Linked DNA regions of Mus musculus: all the other regions are linked to region 2. The links are chromatin contacts, called in public Hi-C and HiChIP or PLAC-seq maps. All regions are on one chromosome and are shown on one strand. The core of a region is the stretch at or near the end of the contact, and the rest is flanking DNA. Distances in the headings are between cores, read along the strand shown. Region 1 has its middle 14 kb from the start of Trib1. Region 2 overlaps Nsmce2 (NSE2/MMS21 homolog, SMC5-SMC6 complex SUMO ligase). Region 3 overlaps Nsmce2 (NSE2/MMS21 homolog, SMC5-SMC6 complex SUMO ligase).

What was found. A called contact is a pair of places that touch in the nucleus more often than the background predicts. HiChIP or PLAC-seq counts read pairs in DNA pulled down with a chosen protein or histone mark.
Region 1: a contact with region 2 is called in a FOXA1 HiChIP or PLAC-seq map of pancreatic cancer cells. The contact joins two enhancer-like sites. A contact is called at or near these places in 5 of 39 promoter capture datasets (the C10 cell line, the HPC-7 cell line, cranial neural crest and 2 more), 5 of 115 datasets of contacts at active chromatin or transcription factors (embryonic forebrain, embryonic stem cells, intestinal villus epithelium and 1 more) and 2 of 9 other capture datasets (bone marrow-derived macrophages and embryonic stem cells).
Region 3: a contact with region 2 is called in a Hi-C map of muscle stem cells, with 2.1 times the contacts expected there. The contact joins two enhancer-like sites. A contact is called at or near these places in 1 of 484 Hi-C or Micro-C datasets (muscle stem cells) and 4 of 115 datasets of contacts at active chromatin or transcription factors (a beta-TC-6 cell line, embryonic fibroblasts, embryonic stem cells and 1 more).

The regions. Positions count from the first base shown.
Region 1 is chr15:59,660,954-59,664,344 of GRCm38.p6, reverse strand. No RefSeq gene overlaps it. Among named protein-coding and RNA genes, the nearest start is that of Trib1, 14 kb to the right of the region's middle. Within about 2 kb of position 1,669, at least 31 of the 459 cell types and tissues checked have an H3K27ac peak or open chromatin away from gene starts, as enhancers often do. A contact at or near this core is called in intestinal villus epithelium, liver and pancreatic cancer cells, where this site is marked.
Region 2 is chr15:59,446,308-59,449,725 of GRCm38.p6, reverse strand. All of the region lies in intron 3 of Nsmce2 (NSE2/MMS21 homolog, SMC5-SMC6 complex SUMO ligase), which reads right to left. Among named protein-coding and RNA genes, the nearest start is that of Nsmce2, 74 kb to the right of the region's middle. Within about 2 kb of position 1,250, at least 160 of the 459 cell types and tissues checked have an H3K27ac peak or open chromatin away from gene starts, as enhancers often do. A contact at or near this core is called in embryonic fibroblasts, intestinal villus epithelium, liver and 2 more, where this site is marked.
Region 3 is chr15:59,595,276-59,598,627 of GRCm38.p6, reverse strand. The region is part of intron 6 of Nsmce2 (NSE2/MMS21 homolog, SMC5-SMC6 complex SUMO ligase); the gene reads right to left. Among named protein-coding and RNA genes, the nearest start is that of Gm36677, 21 kb to the left of the region's middle. Within about 2 kb of position 1,832, at least 115 of the 459 cell types and tissues checked have an H3K27ac peak or open chromatin away from gene starts, as enhancers often do. A contact at or near this core is called in embryonic fibroblasts, muscle stem cells and pancreatic cancer cells, where this site is marked.

The DNA of each region.
Region 1 (3,391 bases), core at 420-2,919, 210 kb before region 2:
CTCAGCATCCCGAGCATGGACTTGACATGGACACATTATCACTGGGTAGTTTTGGTAGACTGAACACTGGGCTTTAGTGATCTGCTACTGATAAGCAACACGGATTGAACCACACGTTTTTAACCATTTGGAAAATACTTTATGAATTCGTATTACCCATCTCAAGGATAAGGAGGCTAAACTTGAGGTGGGTGGTGGCACACCCCACATTGTGAGCCTCTGTGAGTCCAGGCCTCTCTGCCTCAGTAGAACCTGAGGTTATGATGAGTCTGAACCCCACTTTCCTGGTCTGCTTGTGAGTCAGACACAAGCTGAGAGCTGGGGACCCCAGTCTCCATCTTCTGCCAGAGGCGGGGTGTGTTCTGAGACCAGGAAGGTGCTAATGACTACATGTGGTTAGACAAGCCTGAGATACTACATGGCTGACCTGTGGGTCATGGCGACCAATGGGCTCTGCTCCCCACCACAGCCATCCTTTCAAGCTAATGAAGAGCACCAGCACTTCAGATCTGGCAAAGCTTCGAGCTCAGAAAGAAAGAAAGAGGGAGTGTGACAGTGGCCTTCCTCATCACCACACACCCATATTATAGTGAGGAAAAGGCGGTCCAGAGAAGTATTGCAACCTGTTAAAGTCCACAAAACAAATAAGCATGTATCTGGGGTTCAAGTCCAAGTCTGCTTGTCTTCTAGCCTTGCTTGGGATTGTCTGGATTTTGAGCCTGCCATTCAGAGACTTGGACTGCAAAAATCCATCCTATAGCCTCCCAGGCATTGCCCTGCCAGAGAGGCAGTCAAACTTGTGGCACAGATACTTTGCATGACTTCTCCAAGTCCTGGGGTAGCTAGAGACAGATCCAGGAAACTCACACTCTTTCCCTAACCCAAAAGACCAAATACATTCTTCATTTCCAGTGTCAGGGTGTCAAGTACCCCACCCATGCCACAGCCACTCAGAGAGGTCTGATGGTTTGAGCCAGGAGGATGCTGAGAATTCAAGACCAGACAGAACTATATAAGGAATGCTAACAGATACAGTGGTCTGAGCTACACTGTCAGACTATGAGAGAAAGAGGGGGTGGGAATGAGGGGAGAGAGAAAGAAGGATAGGGAGAGGGAAAAGAAGAAAAAGGAGGAGAGAGGGGGAAAAAGAGAGGAAGGCAGAGGGGAGGAGGAGGGAGGGAAGGAAGAAGGGGAAAGGAAGGAAGAAAGGAGGGAGAGAAAAGGAGAAAGGAGGGGGAGGAAGAAGGAGGGAAGGGAGGAAGGGAGGGAGGGAGAGAGGGAGGGAGGGAGAGGGGGAAGAGAGGGAGGGAGGAAAGAGGAGAAAATGCACGCATGCATACACACACACACACACACACACAAATTGAGCTTTGGCTGGCTTCTCTAGTTATATGTCTCCCTTCTTCAGTCCTAAAACTGGGAGTGTGCTCTGTGATGCCATCACTTCCTAGAAACACAGCAAGCCCTCAAGCCAGAGTCACGATGAGAAAGACCTCTGAGCCCTCATACCCAGGCCAGACTCCTTCCTCTTGGTGCTAAGGCAAGTCTGCTCTTGGGTCACACCAACCTTGGCCAGCAAGCTAATGAAGCAAGAATGAGTGTGCACAGGGGGCTGGCCACCAAGCCCAGGACTGGGCCAGGGCAGGAGCTCCGTGACTAGAAAAGGACACGAGGAGTCATTGCTGTAGTCACCAATCCAATCCAAAGGTCAGACCAAAGTACTGGAGCAGAAAGGCTCTGACTGACAAAGCAAAAGGAGGTGCCACCTCATCTGTCTCTAGATCCATTCTACAAGGTCAACCCAATGGCAACCCACCAACTAGCCCCCTCAAGAGAGCCCAGAAGCGGCTTGTACTCGGCTATGACTTCTGGGCCTCAGGTCTTGGTATCCCCTGGCTGAAAACCAGAAAAGTGTAAACTAAACCTTTTTTTAAATTTTTATATTTTTTTATTTTTTATTTTCCTTCTAGACAGGATCTCACTGTATACCTCTGGTGTCCTGGAACTCAGTATGAAAAACATCAACAAAATCAGCTGCTCAAAAAAAAAAAAGATGAAAAGATGTAGTCTTGCTGGTCTAGCAAGTTAGAACCAAGCAGAAAAGGGCAGAGTTCTCAAACCTGAAAGCCTGACCTGACATCTCACCATGTGAGACTCTAGCTGAGTGGTTCTCCGCCTTCCTAATGCTGCCACCCTTTACTGCAGAGCCTAGCGTTGCTGTGAACCCATACCATAAAATCATTTTTATTGCTGCTTCATAACTGCAACGGTGTTACTGTTATGATTCATAATGTAAATCTCTGTGTTTTCCCATGGTCTTAGACAACCCCTGTGAGTCATCGACCCTCCCCCAGGGGGTCACGACCCACAGGTTGAGAACCTCTGCTCTAGCCTCTTTTCAGTCTTGGGTCTCAGCACCACATTTCCTCCATCTGGCTCCTTGAGGAGACAAACTGATACAATCTATAAGCAGCTACAAATACACAGGCAAGCAAGGATTGATTGTTTCTTCTGATGCTCCTGTTTTCTCCTCCTTCTCCTCCACCTTCTCTTCCATCACCACCTCCTCCTCTTTATTTTATTTCTCTTTTTCATGTGTTCAAAGGGTGTTCATGCATGTAAGCAAGCAAGTACATATATCCATGCACAATCATGCAGAGGAAGATGCTCTTGGCCTTATTGTCTTGAGACAGGGTCTCTTACTAAACGCAAAGCTTACCATTTTGGCTATACTGGCTTGCCATAGAGCGCCCAGGATCTGCTTGTCTCCACCCCCAGTGCTGGGGTTAGGGAAAGCACACTATGCTCGTTTGTTTGTTTGTTTGTTTGTTTGTTTGTTTGGGCTGTGGAGTCAAACCCTGCTTGTATACCAAGCACTCTAACCCACTGAGCCATCTTCCTAGTGCTTTGTATTATTTATTTGTGCCCATGTGTGTGTGTTTAAGTGCAAGCAATAAGTTGGTTCTCTCTTTTCATCGCCTTGTTTTTGTTTCTTGGGTTCACCTTTTTTTTTTTTTTTTTTTTTTTTTTTTTTTTTTTTATGTGTTCTTGCCTGAGACAGGTCTCACGATGTAGACCTTCCTGGGCTGGAACTAGCTATGTAGCCCAGACTGCTCTCAACGTGACTGCTTCCATCCCTCTAATGTTGGGATTGAGCTCCGCTTCCCAGTGCTGGATTTAGGGCATACGCCACCACATCTACCACCACCACCACCACCACCACCACCCCCCCACACACACACACCCCTTGCTTTTGACAAAGGACCTCTCTTCTGTTTCTGCCACTGTGCTATTAACTCCAGGCTAGCTCACTCATGAGCCCTCCAGAGGTTCTCCGACCCCTGCCTCCTCTTCGATTACAGTCTCCAGGTTCCAGTTCCGGTTCTGGTTC
Region 2 (3,418 bases), core at 1-2,500:
ACCAAGCAACAATAAGTAAACACAGTGCTTCTGTGCCTGCAGAATTTGAATGTCTAGTGCTTGGGATAAACCCAGGATCTGTCTCAGGCTAGGGAAGAGATGGACCATCGAATTCCATTTCCAGCTCTCAAGTGTCCTTTCATGTACAGCAGAGGGCAATAGAAGGTATGTGTGTACAAGAAGACAATATAGAATCCACCTGGACAGGCTAATCTAAGGTGTTAAGATTAAAAATTTGATCTTGGAATATAAAACTCTGCTATGATCTTAGAAAAGGCACTTTATACATCCAACACCAATTTCCACTCATAGTGGTAGAAAATAACAGTATTAATTTTTCATAGTTGCTCAAAATAAATGGAACAAAGCAATAAAGCCCTTAGCCACCTGACACAGTGTTCTATAATAAGAAGCTGCTATTGTTGTCATGATTATTATTGTGATTATCATTATAGAGGCGGATCTGCAAGGAGGCTGGATTCGCAGGTCTACACTGTTAAGACTGGAGACACCCACATGGAGGCCTCCACGAATAGATTTTAATGGAAACCATGGAAATGAATGAGATCACCAAGGAGACTGAATAAGTGGAAGCACAAAGACGACTAGGATAGAACTTTGGAGAATATTACATTTAACAGGCAGCTAGAAGAGTTAAAAACCCATAAGAGTTAACAAGGCAACAAAAGCAAGTACCCCAAAATTTTGGGAAGAAATGTTTTAGATGTGTCAAATGTCTCAGAGAGGTTGAGCTAAACACAGACTGAGAAGTGCCTATCCGACTCAGTGTGAGTCATCTGGGACTCTGGCAAGAGTAGCGCAAAGCACAGAAGCTCATGCCAAATACCCAGACCTTATTCAATGATTCATTTCAAAAAGATGAGGCAGTAATGCAGAAAACACACAAATCACCAAACAGTCTTCAATGAGCTGCTCAGTTTAGGCTCAAACCTCAATTGTGAGTAATTAGCTGCATTTTATTTTATTATTGATTTGTATGCATGTGGGCATGTACATGCTACACTGACCATGTAAAGTGGCCAAAGGACAACTTTGGGTATTGTTTTCTCCCTTCCACTGTGAGGGTCTGGGAGACTGAACTCAGGTCATCAGGCTTGGTAGCAAGTACCTTTACCTTCTGAGCCATCTCTCTGGTCACTTAGCTACATTTTAACTAACACTCAAACCTGGACGCTTGTGACTGCAGTGTTTCCTCTGTCAGCAAGGGACATACAATGAGCTCACTTACTTATTCTGCTGGCAAGTCTTTCCACTGAACAAAAGCCAGTTTGTTTGCTTTTTGGGGAGGGAGTAGGGGAGGGTACGAGTAGAAGCAAAAGGTGGAACTCAACCTCTACTGAAACTGCGCACTACTTTCACAACATACAAATACAATATTAATATAGTTATGAGATGATAATATAGCTCATTTCTTCTGTAAAATACTGTATGCATATGTAATTACTCAAAAGTGTGTCATTTTATTGCCACTGGGCAAAGTCAAGATCTCCTCCTCCTGCAATTATCATTACTGCCTTACAGGCAACATCGCACTGGGAGGGGAGATCACAGGAGTGAAAGATATTAATGGTCTGAGTCATTCACACACTTCTTGAATCATGTGAGAATCTAGTATAAAATTAGTCATTCTTGTAACTGAACCCAGAGTCTCAGATAAATTGATTGACTTTCAGATGACCAGTTAGGTAAATAAAAAACACCCAATGCTTTCCAGTCTTCCTTTAAAAGTTAAGCACACTTAGCATATATTAGCGGAACAGTTTGCTTTTATTCTGCTTAGTAAGAAGATTCAGTATTCTAATTTCTAATTTGTGGTCAGCTCAATAAAAAAGCTATGGGACCTGGCTAATCCTAAAAATCTACAGAGACTGCCTCAAATGTCCTCAGAACACTCCTTCAACAAACAGGCACTGAGACCCGACAGAACGCTAGGCATTCTGCGAAGCACTGAAGCATTTATGGATGTTGGCCCACATTTATGACATACCACCAAACAAACTCATCATACACAGGTACACCAATATAAGCCAACACTGCCTCCACCTAGATGTAGCAAAAGGACTTGGTAAAAATTTTATTAAAAGGTGTTTCAGGGGCTGGAAAGATGGCTCAGTGGTTAAGAGCACTGACTGTTCTTCCGAAGGTCCTGAGTTCAAATCCCAGCAACCACATGGTGGTTTACAACCATCTGTAATGAGATCTAATACCCTCTTCTGGGGTGTCTGAAGACAGCTACAGTGTACTTATATATAATAAATAAATAAATCTTTTTTTTAAAAAAGGTGTTTCAATAGAGAATCTCTGTGCTTTCACTGTAGATACCCTTGTTACATGCACATATGGAGATATGCTATAATTTATATTTTCCTATACTGCTTCCATGCTTAAGAAATATCCATATATATTTAATGATGGCCAGCACAGACCTTTTGTCCCCCTTATCTCATGCCAACTTCTGTTGTATAATCTACCGGACCAAATTATTTATAGTTTGATATGTTTTCAAGCATCATTAGTTAGCAAGAGTCTGACTTCTAACTAAACCCTGGAGAAAAAAGTACTTCCTTGTGGTTCACTATGACACACCAAGTGGACTTTACAGTTTGCCAAGGTGTTGTAACACCACCACTGAGCAGTTCCAATCAGACATGAACACCTTTCCTCCTTCAAGGTGCTTAGATAAAAATTGAGAAAGAGTAAGGCCAAATATGTAGGTATGCTATTGATCTGGTTTTAATGATCAGTCCTGTTAGGATACACCCAAAGATGGCAGCCAAGTAAGGTAGCTTACCACCTTTAAGCATCTGCTGCTCAGTGCATGTAAGCACTCATGATGCTGAAAAATCACCCGAGTACGCTGCTCATGGCACCATACCCACTCTAATACTGGGAACAACAGGAACACTGGTGCACTCAGTATATGGCTTGAGGATTCTCATTTTCCAGAGAGAACACATGAAAATGCTAATCTCACCTATCAGAATTTGTTTGCTTGTTTGTTTTAGAGAAATCCTTTTTGACAATATTTAAAGAAACATATATGGTTTATGTATTCATCCACTCAGTAATGTAGTGATTTACTGAATATCTTTTACACATGAACCTGTCCTAGGCATTGGAAGACTTATGGATTAACAAAGTAACTGCTCCTACTGCTCTCACGGGGTGTGGGTCTAGCTGGGGAGCCAGGCATTCTTTACTAGTCAGAAGAGCTTATGGCACACTGTGCTAAGTAAGCACTGGGAAGAAAGCTTCTCAGATGTTAGGGGAGCATCTAATGAAGTAAATATTGAGGGTGCCATTTTAGACAACGTTTTTAAGTGCTCAGCTAACAAAGTCCATCCCTAAGGTAGGGTGGGATGAGGGCTGTAGCTATTGCTAGTGAACATCTGCACTT
Region 3 (3,352 bases), core at 583-3,082, 150 kb before region 2:
TGCAGGCATCCTGGCACAGTGAAAATCAAGGCCACTGAATGCCACGGGCAAAGGATTGTGCTCCAGGTCTCATCACGCAGCACTTGCTGTTCTAGACCACAGTTAACCAGTCCTGTCTCCTCACACAAGGCGGCTCAACCAGAGACATGGTGAGAACAACACTGAAGAGCATGCGAGAACCTTTGAGAGACTTCCTGGAGGAGAGGCAGGACAGGAACCAGGGCACAGCCTTGTTTCCCACCCCACCCCACCCCACAGAAACGAACAAGTTTTTAAACTAAAAAGGGTAAGAAAAGGCCATGATGCCACGGGCTTGAATCAGGGCATTCCTGCTCCGAGAAACAACACTACCCAAGCGTTAGGCCATAATCCCCAGGACATCCTGGTGAGCAAGTCAGGTGTGGCAACACCTTCAACATCATCAACTCATCCCCAGGAAGGGCTCAGACTCACAGACCTGGAAGGAGAGGCTGGTCCTGTGCCTGGGTCAGCCACAGGGCAGAGCATTCCTTATTGCGAGTCTATGCTAAGGAGAGGTCTCAGGGTGCAGAGGGTCCCAGGGGCATCGGGGATTCGGGGCCTCAGCCTCAGCTCAGGATCACACAATGCTGAGTATGGAGAGATGCAGATTTGGGTCCTAAGAATATCAAGGTTTGGCCCATAAGCTCTAGGAAGCAGCTGTATAGACAGATACCTCTGGCATTAGAGCTGGGTAGATTCCTGACATAGTTACACTCAGAGAGTAACTGTGTCCCATCGCCTCCAAGTCCAGGGTGATGTGTCACAAAACAGTGAGGTACACATGATGACTGTTTGCCATAAGGGCCCCACAGCTGTGAGTTCACACTGTACACCAGCAAACTTCCTGTCAGGCCTGTGCTTCTGCCCGCCTGTGTGCAGCTGTGCACATGTGTATATGCTGTGGGAGTCAGAGGTCATCCCTGTCGTTCTCCTCAGGGTCCACTGTACTAGTTATTTATTTCTGACAGACTCTTTCACTGGCCTAATTCTTGCTAAACAGCCACTAGTCTGGCTGGCCTCACTGACCTCAGGGGCCTGCCTGCCTTTCATCTCCCTCCCTCTCCCAGTGCCGGGATACAAGTGAGCTATCACACTTGGCACTTTGATGTGAATTCTGGGGATGAGCTGAACCCTCACTGAGCTGAGCTATCTCCCGGTCTTCTTCACAGCCAAGAAATGGGACAGTACAGATCTGGAAGGAATCCCCTGTAGGCTCTAGGGTCACTGGAATTTTGAGTTGATGTCATTTTTACTTTAGAGATAAAGAACCCGGCTGAGAGGCTCAGTTATTTGTTGGTAAGTGATTCTGCTTTGACATCACACATTTCTCTTCACTTCATCTGATGAGCTTAGAATTCCCTAAAGATTCAGAAAACCAAAACAATTGGTGGGGGTCACAGTCAGCCACAGTTCATTAACATGAAAACGAGCAGGCAGCTTTATTTGAGAGATAATAGCTTACGACCTCCCTCGGTTTTAGGAAATGACTCTAACAGTATACTAGGGTGAAAAGCCCCACAAGCCCACTCCACTTGGGTCCAGTGGACAGGCCGCCAGGGTCTGAAGCATGCTGGGAAGTTCAGATGGTACCCAGTAAGTAACACAGTGTGCCTGGGACTCCAGTAACCTAACATAATTGGAACAGGAGAGAGACACCGTTCTCTAACAGGATGTGTCACACACATTTTTTAAACAGTGCTTCATGGGAAATGACACCACTTCATGCTGAATCAGAAACCTACAGAGTAAGCTGTGAGCAGAACCGAGTGAGTTCTAATCGGTTTCCAGGTTGGCCTTGCGTTTGACACTGGCTCTGTGACTGCAGCGCCTCTCGTCTTGGGTGTGGTTTAGGCTGCTTCCCACAGGTCTTGTACTTGAGTGCAGTAACTGCTGAACAAGAAGCTGCTTGGAGCTGACAGCAAGGGGCTCTGAGTCAGGTGCCGAGGCTTTATGGTGAGTGAAGAGAGCTTATGCCAGGCCAAGGCTCTGTCCTGCTGGCCTCTGCAGAACTGTGCCTCAGCGACAGCTGCCCAGCTCTATCCTCATAGCCACACAATTCTCATGGCTGGCTCAGTCACCTTCTAAGGGCACAGCCTGCACCTTGGCTGTTTTCAAGGGGCTCTATGGCTATGATCTCAGACTCTCAGAACCCCTGCTGGCCACTCTCCTCTCTTCCACCTCTCCCTGACCAAGCAGCTAGCAACTGCTTCTAGACACTCAAAAGAATTAGCAGTCATATTCCCCTCTAGCTCCTCCCCCATTTTCAATCAGCTACCACATTCTGTCGGGCGCATACACACCTCACTTCCACGTGCCTGCTCACTCTCTGTGACAGAATGCACTGTGGGCGCACCACCCTGGCACTGCCACAGCCTTTAGCACCTGCCCCCTGCACTGCTTCGGTAGTAACTTCCTCAGCTCCAGATTGGCTCCTCCTAATCCCCTTTCTCTACAAGGTCTTCTGTGCCTATGGGCAGAGCTGGTAGATGCTGGTGACGATGCTGTCGAAAGCTTGACAAGGATGCAGGACTCATGGTTACTGAGTCTTACTGCATGTGTGCCTGCTCCTTTAGAACATATCTTATTCAAGTTTCAGATGTACCAGTGAGAAAACTATCACCATCAGTTTACAGAGCAGGAAAGTGATGAAACGGACATTCACTGCCTCTGTGGTGGGTCTCTGCCTATTTACTGTTCTACCATCTACGGTGTCATTTTACTTTCCTGCCACAAACAGTAACTAGCCAACACCAGACCTACTGCCCTCTACGGGAAAGCTGGTCTGATGGGGGTGGGGTGGGGGATAGAGGAGTGGGAGGGAGGCTCTAGGAGTCAGTTTCTGATGAGTGTGGAGGGGCACGCCTTTACTCCAAGCAGGGGCAGGTGAATCTCTGTGAATTTAAGGCCAGCCTGGACTACACAGTGAGTTCTAGATAGCCAGGGTCACACAGGGAGACTGTCTCAAAAACAAATTAACTAAAATACCCAGTTAAAAACTATTTTGTTATTTTTTTTATTTGTCTGAGTTTTTTCTTGCCTGCACTTATGCCTGTTGTGTTATCTACACGGTGGGATGGCAGCCAGAAGAGGGTGCTGGATCCCCTAGGACTGGCATTTAAGATGGGTGCTGAGAACTGACCTTGGGTCCTCTGGAGAGCAGCAAAGTCTCTCTACTGCCCACACGCGCCCACGGTGCACCCCAGACTTCACTGCAGCCTTCCCTCTCCACACACACTGTGTGTGCCTGCCCTGGGACTGCTGTCACACCGCACAGTGCCAGGGAAACGCCTCCACTCAGACCTGAGACAACTGGGCGTTACAAATGCCTGTG